Linked DNA regions of Mus musculus: region 1 is linked to region 2. A link is a contact called in public HiChIP or PLAC-seq data. All regions are on one chromosome and are shown on one strand. Each heading gives the region's core, a stretch centred on a gene start, on an enhancer-like site or on the middle of the called end of the contact. The rest is flanking DNA. Distances are from core to core; before and after follow the strand shown.

Region 1 (6,768 bases), core at 182-2,681, 510 kb before region 2:
TCTCTCAAAGCCCATCCACAGAGTGACACACTTACTCCAACAAGGCCACATCTACTCCAACAGTCACACTTCCAAATAGTGCCACTTCCTGGGTCAAGCATAGCCAAACCACCACGGCTATGGTATCACTAAGAAATACAAAACATTCTGCCTTATTTTAATCCCAGGAACCCTTGTCATGTCATATGCAATACTTCATTGACTGTGGCATCATTGTCCAGAACCTAGCTAGATTAGAAAGATAAGTTGTATCTGATTGCCTTTGTCCAAAATCATTGTCTCAGAAGGTTTTCTTTAATGCAAAAGCACACGTGCAAATGATACTCAAGGTTGGGAGTATGGGGACGTCCGAGAAGCAGGCCAGTTGTTCTTAGCGGAGTCTCTGGCTAGGGAGGATCCTAGGTCTTAAGTGGATCAAGTCCTTCCAATGAGTGTCCAGTTTTCATAGCTGCCAGAGATAAGCATGGTCAAGGCCAAGCCTCAGACTAGCATGGCGCTGCTGCAGAGGAATATTCTTGAATAAGTGTGCAGAAGAGTGTTAGTTACTGTTCTGTCGCTGTTATAGAATACCACAAGCAAAAGCAACTTCAGGAACAGTACACTTGGGTGAGGGGTCCTGAGGCTATAAAGAGGGATTGAGAACCGATGTACAACAACCTCAATCTCTTTATTCTCTGCTTTCTACCCTTCCAGGGAGGGAGAGTTTACAGTTGAAGTCCTTGCCTTCAATAATGTCAGCTCCACTACCCTAAGAAAGCAGCTTTTCATCGTGCGGGAGCCTTGCCAACCACCCCCAGTGAAGAACATGGGGCCTGCGAAGGTGCAGGTAGGGCTGGGCTTAAGGACTCATCATCCTGCCTACCTCGCTCTAGGCTGCTTCCAAGTTGCTGAGCTCGCTGGGGAATGAAGGAAGCTTGTTAAGTTTGTTCTGCTGCGCTCAGCACAAAAGAGTCACTGTGAGGGCTTTGGAGCTGGTTCCTGAGCAGGGAAAGCCTGCACCGGGACGGAAGCCTGGTTTCTGGTGGCTGAATACGTCTTTTATTTGCCTATATGACTCTTGACGCTCAGCTCAGCTTGCTTTGAGTAGCCTTTTTTTTTTTTTTTTTTTTTTTTTGGTTATGCATAGAATGATAGCATTTTCAGTAAAAAGAAAAATTTGACACCACAATTAAAAGAAATGACCAATTATATGCTGAGTATTAACGACAGAGTAGGAAAAAGAAGGCTGCCTTTGATTTCTTGCAGTCCTTTGAGGACTTTGATTTCAGACAGTTTTACTTTCAGGTCAAAGGTGTCCAGTCCAGCCTGACACTTGGGAAGGCGAACTCAAAGCTGAGCGTTTGCCAGAATGCTATCTCTAATGGATCAGCTGCCAGCCCTGGGTACTTCAGGTCCCAGCAGCCCCAGAGGGCAGTAGATTTCAAAGCGGGTATGGGATTGCCCTGGGCAGGCCTTCCAAGTGTCCATGTCCCCTGAGGCAAGAGCTCTGCAGCTCTAGAGGCCAGCATTCCATGGTGTCAGGCTCTTCTGTGCTCTCTGTGTGAGGGATGGACCAAAACTCAAGGGATTCAGGGAAAGGCTACAGCTTGCAGGGCTCTGACTGGAAGTCTCACTCTGATGGAAAGATGATGTTGTTCCTTTGTTTGATTTTGTTTTGCTTTAAAGAATATTTTCTTAATGTTGTTATCTTATTTAATTTATTTTTATTTTATTTTATTTTTAAGTATTTTTATTGGATATTTTATTTATTTACATTTCAAATGTTATCCCCTTTCCCGGTTTCCCCCCATTTCTATGAGGGGGCTCCCCCACACACCCACTCCTGCCTCCCCACCCTGGCATTCTCCTACAACGGGGTATCAAGACTTCACAGGACCAGGGGCCCCTCCTCCCATTGATGCCCAACAAGGCCACCCTCTGCTACATATCCATCGTCTATTTTATTTTATTTTATTTTATTTTATTTTATTTTATTTTATTTTATTTGAGGTTTGGTATCACAATGTAGCCCAGATTGTCTTTAAATTCAATGTACTACCCAAGCTATCCCAGAACTCTCAGTTTTCCTGCCTTGGCCTCTTGCACAGTGGAACTACAGACTCCTATTCCTGCACCTGTATCTATTGTTTGCTTTAATTTATACTTACTTTCAATGGACACACAGAGGCAAACACAGTATAAATAATAAGAGAACTTAATTTTTAATCTGTAAAACACTTTCATTTGAGCTTTTCTGTAAGAGAAGGAAAACAATATTGATGACTCCATTTGTATTTTATATTTTCCGTGTTTTCTAAGAGTATAAAAATGGAATTGTGTGAAATCCAGACAGCAAGAGATAAGTGTATTTATTTTATTTTTTATTGACTTAAAAATGGATTTACCTTTATTTTAAAATCACGTGTGTGTGGATATGAGTGCATGAGTGCAGGTGCTTGCCCAGACCAGCAGAGGGCGCCATGTGCCTTGGCGCTGGAGTTGCAGAAGGCTGTGAGCCTCCCAACATGGGTCCTGGAAAGAAGACTTAGTCTCCAGCCCCCACTTCCCTGCCCCTGCAAGAGGAGGAAACACTGTCATCCACCTAGTCCTTTCTCCAGCGCCCTGCTATGGTTTTTTATGTGTGGAGTTGTTATGCGCCTTTTTAATATATATGTCTTTCACAACATTTGAGTAATTGTTATAGCATGACCACTGGCTTTTTGACTACATGATTTTTAACAGTGGCATATATTGGATTATGTGTACAAATTCTACACCATTTCTCAAGTTCCTCACAACCGAACTTTGATTGTTCCTAATTTTCTATTACGACAAATAGCATGTGGCAATCTGTGACTATCTCTTTAGCCTGCAGTGCTCTATGCATACCTCTTTCTCCGTATCCTTGGCGTCTCCATGTCACCGAGCTGAGTGACAGAATGTCTTTCCTGGAAACTTCACTTTTGCTTGCCAAGTTCTACTGTGCACCCATTCAGAGCCAACTCCCACCCCAGTGGAAATTGTATGGCTTAATTCATATTATCATTTATATATATGAAGTCTGAAATCTGAGAATATTACAAATTTCCATTTACTGTGTTAGTCCAGTGGCTTTGTTGCAAGTCCTATAATGAAATCATGTTCAGAGTAGAACAATGAAAAGAACTGACAATCGTTTAAATGGTACCACCTACAGAATACAAAAGGTAAGTTTCCCAGCTATAAGGCTATAAATTCTTTCTCCTGTTTTTCTAACTTTTCCAGTCTTTATATCATCTGTGTTTTCTTTATAAGAAACTATATTTCAACTAAAATTTAAGACTAAATGTCCCAGTCAGTAGGTGGGAGGAAGGCAACTAATACCTTCCTTTACCTTTAAATACATTTAATTAAATTTTCTGATATATTTTAACCATATTGTTTCCCTCCCTCCCGTCCTTCCAGATTCTCCCCACCTCCCTACCCACCCAATTTTGTGTTCCTTCTCCCCCAAAACAAAAATAAGAAAAACAGCAAAACTCAGAACAGATAAACCAAAAACAGAAAAGAATTATAAGACAAAATATTAAAACAAAAGACACACCCACAAAAATATAGAGTCTGTTTTGTATTGGCCAAGTACTCCTGAGTCTCGGGATTTCCCTGGAGTGTCATGCTTTAAGGGGAACAACAGAGGGGAGGAGGACAGAAGGCTAGGGAAGCTAACACTAAGGGTGCTAGAAACTTAAAATCCCATTTTTCAGTTTTCTCATTCTAATTAAACAGAACATCCTCCAGGGGGAGCCCTTGCTCCTAGCATCAGCCCCAGAACTGGAGGGGTCCCTGGCTGGACAGCCTCCCTCCTAAGGTTGGCATGCCCTGAATGCTTTTCCATATTCAGGGACAAATAACAGTCAGGCCAGGTATGCTGAGGGAAGGATGATAGCTACTGTCCCAGAGGATGGGGCATAAAGTGCTTGGGAAGAGCAACACAGCTGTGAGGTCCATAATAAATATACAAACAAATAACAATTAAAAGACATTGTAATGTAATCAAATCTGGTAACTTTTCCTTTGACATTTTTAATTAGCCTCATTCTTGAAAGAAAAAGTAAGTATTTACATTTACATACTCATAGCAGGCAAAAAAATATATATGTATATACATATATACATATGTGTGTATATACATATGCATATATATACATATGTGTGTATATATACATATATACATGTGTGTATACATATATACACATGTGTGTATACATATATACACATGTGTATGTATATACATATATACACATGTGTATGTGTATACACATATATGTATATATATGTGTGTGTGTATATATGTGTATATATGTGTGTATATATATGTGTGTATATATATGTGTATATATATATATATGTATGTATATATATATATGTGTGTGTGTGTGTGTGTGTGTATGTATATACTGTTTACTTTTGCATGTAAACTAAATGTACTGGTTACTGGTGCTATCTAAAGTCCAGCCCCAAGTCTCAACCAGCAGTTATACAAATAATGGCCAGAGATTTACACTCCCTTTTTTTTATTACATATTTTCTTTATTTACATTTCAAATGTTATTCCCTTTCCTGGTTTCCCCTCCAAAAATCCTCTCCCCCTTCCCCCTGTACCCCAACCTACCCATTCCTGCTTCCTGGCCCTGGCATTCCCCTATACTAGGGCATAGAGCCTTCACAAGGGCCTCTTCTCCCATTGATAATCAACTAGGCCATCCTCTGCTACATATGCAGCTAGAGCCATAAGTCCCACCATGTGTTTTCTTTGGTTGGTGGTTTAGTCCCTGGGAACTCTGGGGGTACTGGTTAGTTCATATTGTTGTTCCTCCTATGGGTTGCAAACCCCTTCAGCTCCTTCGGTACTTTCTTTAGCTCCTTCACTGGGGACCCTGTGCTCTGTCCAATGGATGGCTGTGAACATCCACTTCTGTATTTGTCAGGCACTGGCAGAACCTCTCAGGAGACAGCTATATCAGGCTCCTGTCAGCAAGCTCTTGTTGGTATCCACAACAGTGTCTGGGTTTGGTGACTGTATATGGGATGGATCCCTAGGTGGGGCAGTCTCTGAATGGTCATTCATTCAGTCTGTGCTCGACACTTTGTCTCTGTATTCCATGGGTATTTTGTTCCCCCTTCTAAGAAGGATCAAAGTATCCACATTTTGGTCTTCCTTCATGTGGTTTTCAAATTGTATCTTGGGTATTCCGAGCTTCTGGGCTAATACCCACTTATCAGTGAGTGCATATCATGTGTGTTCTTTTGTGATTGGGTTACCTCACTCAGGTTGATATCCTCCAGATCCATCCATTTACCTAAGAATGTCATAAATTCATTGTTTTTAATAGCTGAGTACTCCACTGTGTAAATGTACCACATTTTCTGTATCCATTCCTCTGTTGAGGGACATCTGAGTTCTTTCTAACTCCTGGCCTTTATAAATAAGGCTGCTATACACATAGTGGAGCATGTGTCCTTATTACATGTTGGAGCATCTTCTGGGTATTTACTGGGGTAAATGATGGCCAGCCATTTACACTTCTAACCGCTTGCTGTACCATCAGGGTTGGCATTCAGTGACATGACCCGTCTTGTCAATTCCCAGATATGGAGGTCTCAGCCCCTGAGACTAGGAGTGACATTTGAAGCTGCCATCCTCTGTAACATTTCCCAAGGGCTTTCCTACACCTGGAGCTTTGTGAGTGCTGAGATGACCACTGTTACCCTCCCTACTGCTGTCAACACCCGCAGACAGACCATCATGCTCCCAAGCTACACACTGGAATGTGGGAACTACACCGCCATCGCCAAGGTCAGCTCACACACTGTTCCACGAGCCCTGACAAGCCAACCAATCCTCTCCACAAGCTCTAGAGAAAACCTCTTTTAGCCAATGCAAGGGAATTGCTGCTGCTGCTGTTATTGTTGTTATTGTTTAAGGTATGGGTAGAATTTTTAAAAAAATCTTTCATTTAGCTGGAAAAGTAGCTCACTGAGGAAGAGCATTCATCGCACAAGGGTGACAATGTATACAATGTGTATGTGTAACCCTAGTACTTGCGGGGAGAGGTAGAGACAGGGGAATGAATCACTACGTAGGCTGGTGCACATGTGTGCACATGTGCAAACACACACACATACATACACACACACACACACACACACACACACAATCTTTTAATTTTCCAGAGAATATATGTTCTAATTTTGTTCAAGTAATCAACAAAAAACTATTTCTGTCTTTTTTAAAAATATTTATTTATTTATTTATTATATATAATTACACTGTAGCTGTCTTCAGACACTCCAGAAGAGGGCATCAGATTTCGTTACGGATGGTTATGAGCCACCATGTGGTTGCTGGGATTTGAACTCAGGACCTTTGGAAGAGCAGTCGGTGCTCTTAACCGCTGAGCCATCTCACCAGCCCTATTTCTGTCTTTTTAAAGACTGTGCGCCTACTTTGAACTAACCCTGTGCTGGTAGAGGAATAGAAGAAGAGTATTGATGCTGCATTTAGGGAAGAAAAGGGAGGATGTCCACCAGAGGCCATGAGAGACGGACCCACTGTGACCCTCAGCCAGTACTGTGCTTGGGGCTGGAAAAATGTTCTAGATCACGTGGGAAAAGGGAAGTCACTGCGTTGAGTGACTTCATGAAGGAGGGTCCTGAACAGTTTGCTCACATGTGTAGAAACTGTGGCTGCAGGTTAGCCGTGTGTAGTGACTGGAACCAGGAAGATGGCCCTGGGTCAGACTGTAGTGA
Region 2 (7,150 bases), core at 1,645-4,144:
CCAGGCTGTAGGAGCAGCTGGGAGAAGGGGCTGCTCTGGATGTATAGAGAAAAGGAGTCCTGGGCGTGGGACGCTCCCCACGCATATCAGCACCAGTTTCTTACTGCTGAAAAGAGATGGGGAAGTGCCCATGTGCAGAAGAGAGAGGATGTCGGTGCTTTGTAACAGTCTGCTTTCAGGCAGCCGAGCCATCCCTGGAACCATTGCCAATCAAGAGAACGTTACTCTTCAATTGTCATTGATGCATTGAGCGTCAGCTCAGCCTTGAGTGTGATTTTTCAGAGGTGGAGCCATCCCAGGCTCTGGGTGGGCAGTGACCTTTGTCCCCTGCAGTCATCCATGCCTTTCCTTCCCCTAGCCATTGCCATGCTGAAGGACAAAGCCCCCGGGTCATTCATCGTGAGGGACAGTCACTCCTTCCGAGGGGCCTACGGCCTGGCCATGAAGGTGGCCACACCTCCTCCGTCTGTCCTGCACCTCAACAAGAAAGGTAAGCGTCCATAGACGGGGGTTGTCTGTTGTTTACAGTGGCTGATATCGGCAACTGTTCCCACTGCTTCTCTTTATTTAGTGTTTGCTTTCTAAGGTTACTTCCTTAAGTAGCTGTCCATCCATGTATACCTTTTATCTTCATTTTTTTTAACCCGTCTTTTCCATACTTTTAAACTTGCAATGTGAACACTAATATAGTACATAGAATATGTACTATCTTATGAATCAAAAATTTTAAGACTCACTGAACACCTCAGGTCACGAGGAGTGTGCAGTAGTCGCCCTGTGCAGGATGCCCTTCGTATTTATCTTATCAGGAGATAATGTTCACTGTGGGTCATGGTTTTAAGAGGTTCAGCTCATTTGGTTGGCTCTGGTACCAGGCCTGTGATAGAGAAATCATCATAGGCTGCTTGTGCATGAGGGAGTATGTGTTCTCCCTCTGCCTGCAACGTGAAGGGGAGAGGCTGGGGAGAGAGCGAGGTTTCGTCACCCTCCTAAGGGCATGCACTAAGTGACCCTACTCCAGCCCTCCTTACATCCTCACTGATCACCAGAGCATCTCTCTGGGAGCTGAGCCTCTGCCGCATGGATCAGTGAGAGACGTTGCCTTAGCTAGAGAGAGGAATCCGAATCAGCATGGCTGTGGTACCTGTCTGTCCCATCCCATGCCTGGGTCTGAGATGAGCCATCCTAACTCTTGTGTGAAATCTGTCTGAAAGCTTCCTGGAGCAAACATGGTACACGGTGTACTGAGGTTGTAAGATGTGGTTGCAAGTGGGCCAGCCTCAGGCACAGGTGGCTGACCTGCTTCAGGAATGTGCTTGCCTTGCAAGGCTAGGAAGTGTGGTTGGGAGGCACCTGGGACTCAGGCAGAGCACAGCTCCCAAACCTGGGGGTGCTGACAGGGCTTCTGTGAGGGAGTGGGAGAGTAAGTGACATCACATAGAACGTCTAGGATTCCCGCCTAAGAAGCTCAACAGAACCTTACTGCGGGGACGTATGGCCTTTATCATGAAGCACTCACTCAGACCTGGCTGCTGAGGACTACCAGGTCTGACTTAGGAACATCAGTTAGTGACATATCAGGAAAAGACTTCTAATGTCTGGGAATGTATCCTTCCTTGGGCAGCCTTCAGACTAAGTCTGAGAATAAACGAACAAAATAGAGGCTATGTGAATAGCAGATGTCAGAAAACCCAGCATGGTGGTCTCCACTGGCTGAAATACAGTCTCGACTCTGTGTGTATACCTAGGCCTGGGTTTGACATTTGTATTTCCCAGTCCAACGATAGATTTGAGCGAAGAGTTTACCAAATGAGTGAAGAGCCAGTTAGTCACTGAGCCACCTCCAGTCAATTTGAGATGAGACAGCTGTGGTCATTCTAGACTCTGTGTTCCAAAACACCCTTGGCAGCAGGATCTTCACGGGGCCATTTTCCACAAGTAGAATCCAGACCTTCAGTGGGTTTTCTCATTAGGCTGGAAGCCCCACACCTTCTCTTCCCACAGAGGAAGTGTCATATTTTGTTCCCTCTGTTTTATGTGTCAGACTTTCATGGAATCCCTGCAGGTTTGACTGCCCCTAGGAAATGCTAACATGTACTGCCGCTAATGTGTGGTGTTGATCAGCATCATTGGAGCCTAATGCAGCTCAGGATCTCTCATCATAAATGGCCCCAAACAGATATGGCGACGGTTTCTGATTATTTTCAGATTTCAAAATATTTGTACACTAATAATGAGGTATCTTGGGAATGAGGCTTAAGTCTTTTTTAAAAATTATTTCTTTATTATTTTATTTGTGTGATATTTTTCCTTGTATATCTGACTGCATAAATTTGTACATGTCTAGTATGCATGGAGGCCTGAAGAGGGTGTCAGATACCCTGAAAATGGAGTTACAGACAGTTGTGAGCTGTCATGTGGCTGCTGGGAATACAACCTGGGAGACCCAAGTCCTAAGATTAAATTCATTTACATCTCCTATAGAATTCATATACATTCCATATATTTTGAAAGTAATGTTATGCAATATTTTCCATTATTTCGTTCATGAAACAAAGTTTCGTGGTGTGGAATCTTCCATTTATGGCCTCATACTGGGGCTCAAAATTTGCCAGGTTTTATTCAGCTTATACAGACTAGAGTCTGGCAACCTCTCCCGAATCGCAAATTTAGTAGGTCTTGCTTTATATCAATTATACTGAGAGGCTAGGTCTCAGAGTGCTAAAGACAGCAATTAAGGAGAGAGATGCAGTACACAGGGTGTCTACTGACTTTAGCAGCTTGGGGCAGTGACTTCTTTTCTCCTGGTTCAGTTTGTACTTTTCCATTCAGTTGCTTCTTCTCTTTCGGTTCAGCAGCTGGCTTGAACACAAGTGTCCTGTTTACTAGCAGTTTGGTAGAATGCTGCCCCTACATAGCAGACTGCTTGTTGCTGCAGGCGTTTCTGTACCCAGCTGGCGGTTCCACCTCACCCAGAGGGCTGGCATCCTTCCAGCTCTGTACTGAAGTCTTTTCTGCCGGAGCCTCGGTGGCCTTTCCTCTCTTGGAGGAATGCAGCTGGTGCTCCAAGGCCAGGGTCTTTCTAAGCTGCCAGTTCATCCCGTCTCTGGGAGTTTCTGGAGTTCCGCCTGAGGGTGTCTGTCTCTCAGGGACTCTTAAGTCTTACTATCCACCTGCCTTGTGGCCCCGCCCACTGACCATCCCAGGAGTGGTTCTGGGAGTGGCCCAGTAGTGCAGTGGTTTAATCCTAGTTAGAGGGAGCCTTCTTAAGTGTAGCCCTTAGATTTGATATCTGCAGGAGGCAGATATAAAAGCTTGTCTGTCTGTCTGTCTGTCTGTCTTCTATATAGTTCTCTCTCTTTTTTCTCTACCCTCGATCCCTACTTTGATTCTCTTACATTTTAAATTTAAAACAATAAATTTTTATTCTTCCCGCAGCTGGAGATTTGTCCAATGAACTTGTCCGGCATTTCCTGATTGAGTGTACCCCAAAGGGAGTGCGGTTGAAAGGGTGCTCAAATGAACCATATTTTGGTGAGTTACTTGAGAAGCTCTTTTGAATTTCTAGAGCATAGATTCCCTCCTTCAGGTGGCTTGAGATTCGAGGGACTCTGTACCACAATGGGTTTCTCTCCTTTCAGCCCCAGGGTGTCAGGCTGCCACGTGAGGTCTTTAAGATAAGCTGAAGGGGCAGTTGTTCTTTAGAAGCCTTGTCAAAAACCAAATAAACGGAAGGGATCCTCCGAGAGCTAGAATAAGACAAGGTGAAGGTCAGCAGCTGGGTCCCAGCAGGGTTGGAGCGCAGTGTGTCCCCATGCCTCAGGCACAAGGAGGAGGAGCACAGTGCTGCCACCAGAGCTCCCCCTTCTTTGTGAATTGAGAGCCTTCTGGATAGACCGGGGCAGCCTTGTTTCCTACTCGTAAGAAGCGCCCCGGCACTTCGCACTTATAAAGGCCATATGCTTGGCATACACTACAGGTCCCTCCATCACCCTCTTCATTGGCTTGGGCCTTGTCATTCTTGGAGCTTTGAGTCACATCCCACAGTGGTATAAAGGCATGCGTTTTTGGAATTTTGGTCTCAACTGATTCTTTGGTTAAGCACAGAGCAAGTGAAGAGATTGGTGACATTCATTTACTCTTATCCACTTTATAGGGAGCCTGACGGCTTTGGTGTGCCAGCATTCCATTACGCCCTTGGCTTTACCCTGCAAGCTGCTCATTCCGGAGAGAGGTATGTGGAGGAGTTCTCAGTGCTATCTGGCTGCGTGTACGATCTTCTGTACCGCTGATAGCATGCTGTACCCAGGACCCACCTTACAAAATAAACTAAGGTTCTTTTTTTATGACATATACTCTTAAACCCCAAAGAAAACTAGTGGCCACCTGAATTGAGAAAGAAGAATGCCCTGCTGCTGATAATAGCTTTCAGACATTGCCCATCGTGGCCTGTATGGAAGGTGTCCAGAAAACAAAGACTGCTCAGCTTAAAGATGTAAAACACTTGGGGTCTGGAGAGATGGTTCAGTGGTTAAAAGCACTGACTGCTTTCCCAGAGGTCCTGAGTTCAATTCCCAGCACTTACATTAGGCAGCTTACGACCATGTAAAACTGTAGTTGTAGAAGATCTAGTCTCCTTGGGCACCAGACATGTAAAACGTGTACATACATAAGTAGTTATTTTATATACAAACATGTGTGTGTATGAAAAAATATATTTTCTCAGACTAATTTTAAGGTCACTTGCATTATAGATTCACAGTCCTACAAAATGAGAATGATGTTGCTATGGTTAAATTTAGGTCATGAATGAACAAGTCTCTCTACTTTTATATTTGTTAGAAAATACCCACAATAATTTTTTTAAAAATTAATATCCAGGGTGTATAGGGGCCTTACTGTGTGTCCCAGCTTTCCTGTAGGTAAATGTTATTTTATTTATCTTTTAAATTTTGATCACTTATGTAAATGAATTCAGAGACTTGGAACATGTTTTAGGGGCATACCACCTCCATCTGTGTTCAGAATGGGTTACAGTCTCTGTGGGCTGCATGATTGCCTCGCAAGAGAAAGCTCTGTCACCGTCTGGGAATTCTGTCATCAGATTTTCTTTGCCATGTGGACTACTGTGTCAGGAGCTCATGTCTCGTCTCACTCCTTCCTGCAGATCCACTGGAGGAAATAGCAGAAAACTCTCCCCAGACAGCAGCCAACTCTGCAGCCGAGCTGCTGAAGCAGGGAGCAGGTCAGTGGCCGCAGCTTTGGTTTTGTATCTCTGCATCTCCGAGTCACTGGGCGGAACCGAACTCCATGATAGAACTTCCCTTTGGACAGTCATTTCCTGCTTTTCTGGGGACTGTGAAGGAAGTTTCCTTTTATAGCTGCTTGGCACAGCTGGGTGGGGTGCAGCTGTGAGGAGGCATGGCCAGGGCATCAGAGGCTCGGACTCAAACAAGACCAGATTCAGTGGAATAAATAAATGTTAAGGCCCATATTTAGTGTGGGGGGAGGGGTGCGGGAAGGCAGGATGTGGTGACCTGCCTCGCCAGCTGAAAATGTAGAACTGTTCTGGAGCTGTGACTCAACAGTCCCTCAGCCTGAGTCAACTGCTGGACCCACTCTGCCATCTGTGCTGAGACACACCACACTGGGAGACCAGGCCACTTGGGTGAAATCTTTGTAAATAGATTGTACTTCCTAAATCCACTATGGGAAAGTATAGAAGGCAGAGAGATTCCATGTCAATGCTGGCTCTCCATTCACAGTATCCCACACCATAGTGTTACAGCTGATGAGTTGTCTAGTATCTTTGCATTATTAAGTGAAGTCTGTAGTGTATGTAGAGCTCACTCTTTTTATTTAAAAATTATAATGGCTTGAACATTTACATCATCTCTCCCCCACTCCCCCCCCACCCCCACTCCCCACTCCCTGTCATATTCACAGCCCGAATTCTGTATTATACATGCGCATACACACGAGTCTACTGAGTCCATTTAGTGTTTAGCTCATATGTACGTGTGTTTAGGGCTGACCATGTGGGGTTTAATAACTTATCAGGGCACTCACCCATGAAGAAAACTGAGTCTCTCTCTGTCAGCAGCCACTGGTTGCCTCTAGTGCTAAATTTTACAAGGCTCCGCCCAGAAATACAGTGTTCTCTCTCGGTGGCAATGGGCTTGAGAAATATTGGCATTCATTCATGAGTATAATGTCACATGAAGTATTTTCTTCATCTTAAAACTTACCTCTGATCTCCTTACTCACTCCTCCCTCATAGTCAAGATACTCACTGTCACTGATCTTTTTATGGTCGCCATACTGTCAGTTTTCCCAGAATGCTTTATGCTGTAAACACAAGCTATGTAGCATTTCAGGTTGGTTTCTTTCTCTCGGTATAGCCATTCAGCTTCTTCTATGGCTTTCCAGAGATCGGTCGCTTCCTTCCTTGTGTATAGTGCAGGAGATTATATGTGTGTTTGTACAGATCTGTATGCATATACATATGGGTCCCTGAACATGTGTGTGCACATGTGTTCAGAGGCAGAAGTCCATGTTGTATATTTCCTCAAATTTCCCTACACATTATTTTTTATAGCCGTCATTCACCGTACCTGTAGCTCATTGATGTGGCTAGGCTGGCTGGCCAGTGAGCTCTGAGGATCCACTTGCTCTGCCTTCCCAGTCCTGCGATGGTAGCAGTACATCACTGCATTCCACTTGCTGGGGACCTGAACTCTAATCCTCAGGGTCATAGCTTTCACTACAAACCTTTTGCCAACCGAAATATCTCCCCAGCCCTTGGTGAAGCAAAGCTTATTTATGCACACAGCCACTGAAGAATATCTGGGTTGCTTCTAAGTTTTGGCAAGTATGTATAAAGCTTCTAAAAATATCCAAACGCAAGTTTTCAGTTAATACATGTTTCCAACTCCTTTGATTAAATACGAAGGAGCCTGATAGTTAGGTCAGGTGGCACGACTAGTTAGCTTTGAATGAAACCACAGAACTTTTTTGCAAAGTGGCTGTACCATTTTGTATTCCCACCAGCAATGGAGAAGCATCCCCTTGCTCCACATCCTTACTTACATACCTCAGGTGGTGTCACCCTGAAGGATGTTCTCATTCTAACTGATGGATACTGTGTGCC

The links. HiChIP or PLAC-seq counts read pairs in DNA pulled down with a chosen protein or histone mark.
Region 1: an H3K27ac HiChIP or PLAC-seq map of stem cell-derived neural progenitor cells shows a contact between it and region 2, with 5 times the contacts expected there. The contact joins two enhancer-like sites. A contact is called at or near these places in 16 of 484 Hi-C or Micro-C datasets (B cells, ECoMG myeloid progenitors, Sertoli cells and 7 more), 6 of 115 datasets of contacts at active chromatin or transcription factors (astrocytes, bone marrow-derived dendritic cells, cardiomyocytes and 3 more) and 1 of 9 other capture datasets (embryonic stem cells).

The regions. Positions count from the first base shown.
Region 1 is chr11:8,952,909-8,959,676 of GRCm38.p6, reverse strand. It overlaps Pkd1l1 (polycystic kidney disease protein 1-like 1), which reads left to right. Exons shown (of 52, transcript XM_017314870.1): 8 at 694-826; 9 at 5,609-5,815. Among named protein-coding and RNA genes, the nearest start is that of Pkd1l1, 18 kb to the left of the region's middle. Within about 2 kb of position 1,431, at least 45 of the 459 cell types and tissues checked have an H3K27ac peak or open chromatin away from gene starts, as enhancers often do. A contact at or near this core is called in neural progenitor cells and stem cell-derived neural progenitor cells, where this site is marked.
Region 2 is chr11:8,442,030-8,449,179 of GRCm38.p6, reverse strand. It overlaps Tns3 (tensin 3), which reads left to right. Exons shown (of 31, transcript NM_001083587.1): 24 at 359-490; 25 at 3,439-3,534; 26 at 4,157-4,234; 27 at 5,168-5,245. Among named protein-coding and RNA genes, the nearest start is that of Tns3, 220 kb to the left of the region's middle. Within about 2 kb of position 2,894, at least 120 of the 459 cell types and tissues checked have an H3K27ac peak or open chromatin away from gene starts, as enhancers often do. A contact at or near this core is called in neural progenitor cells and stem cell-derived neural progenitor cells, where this site is marked.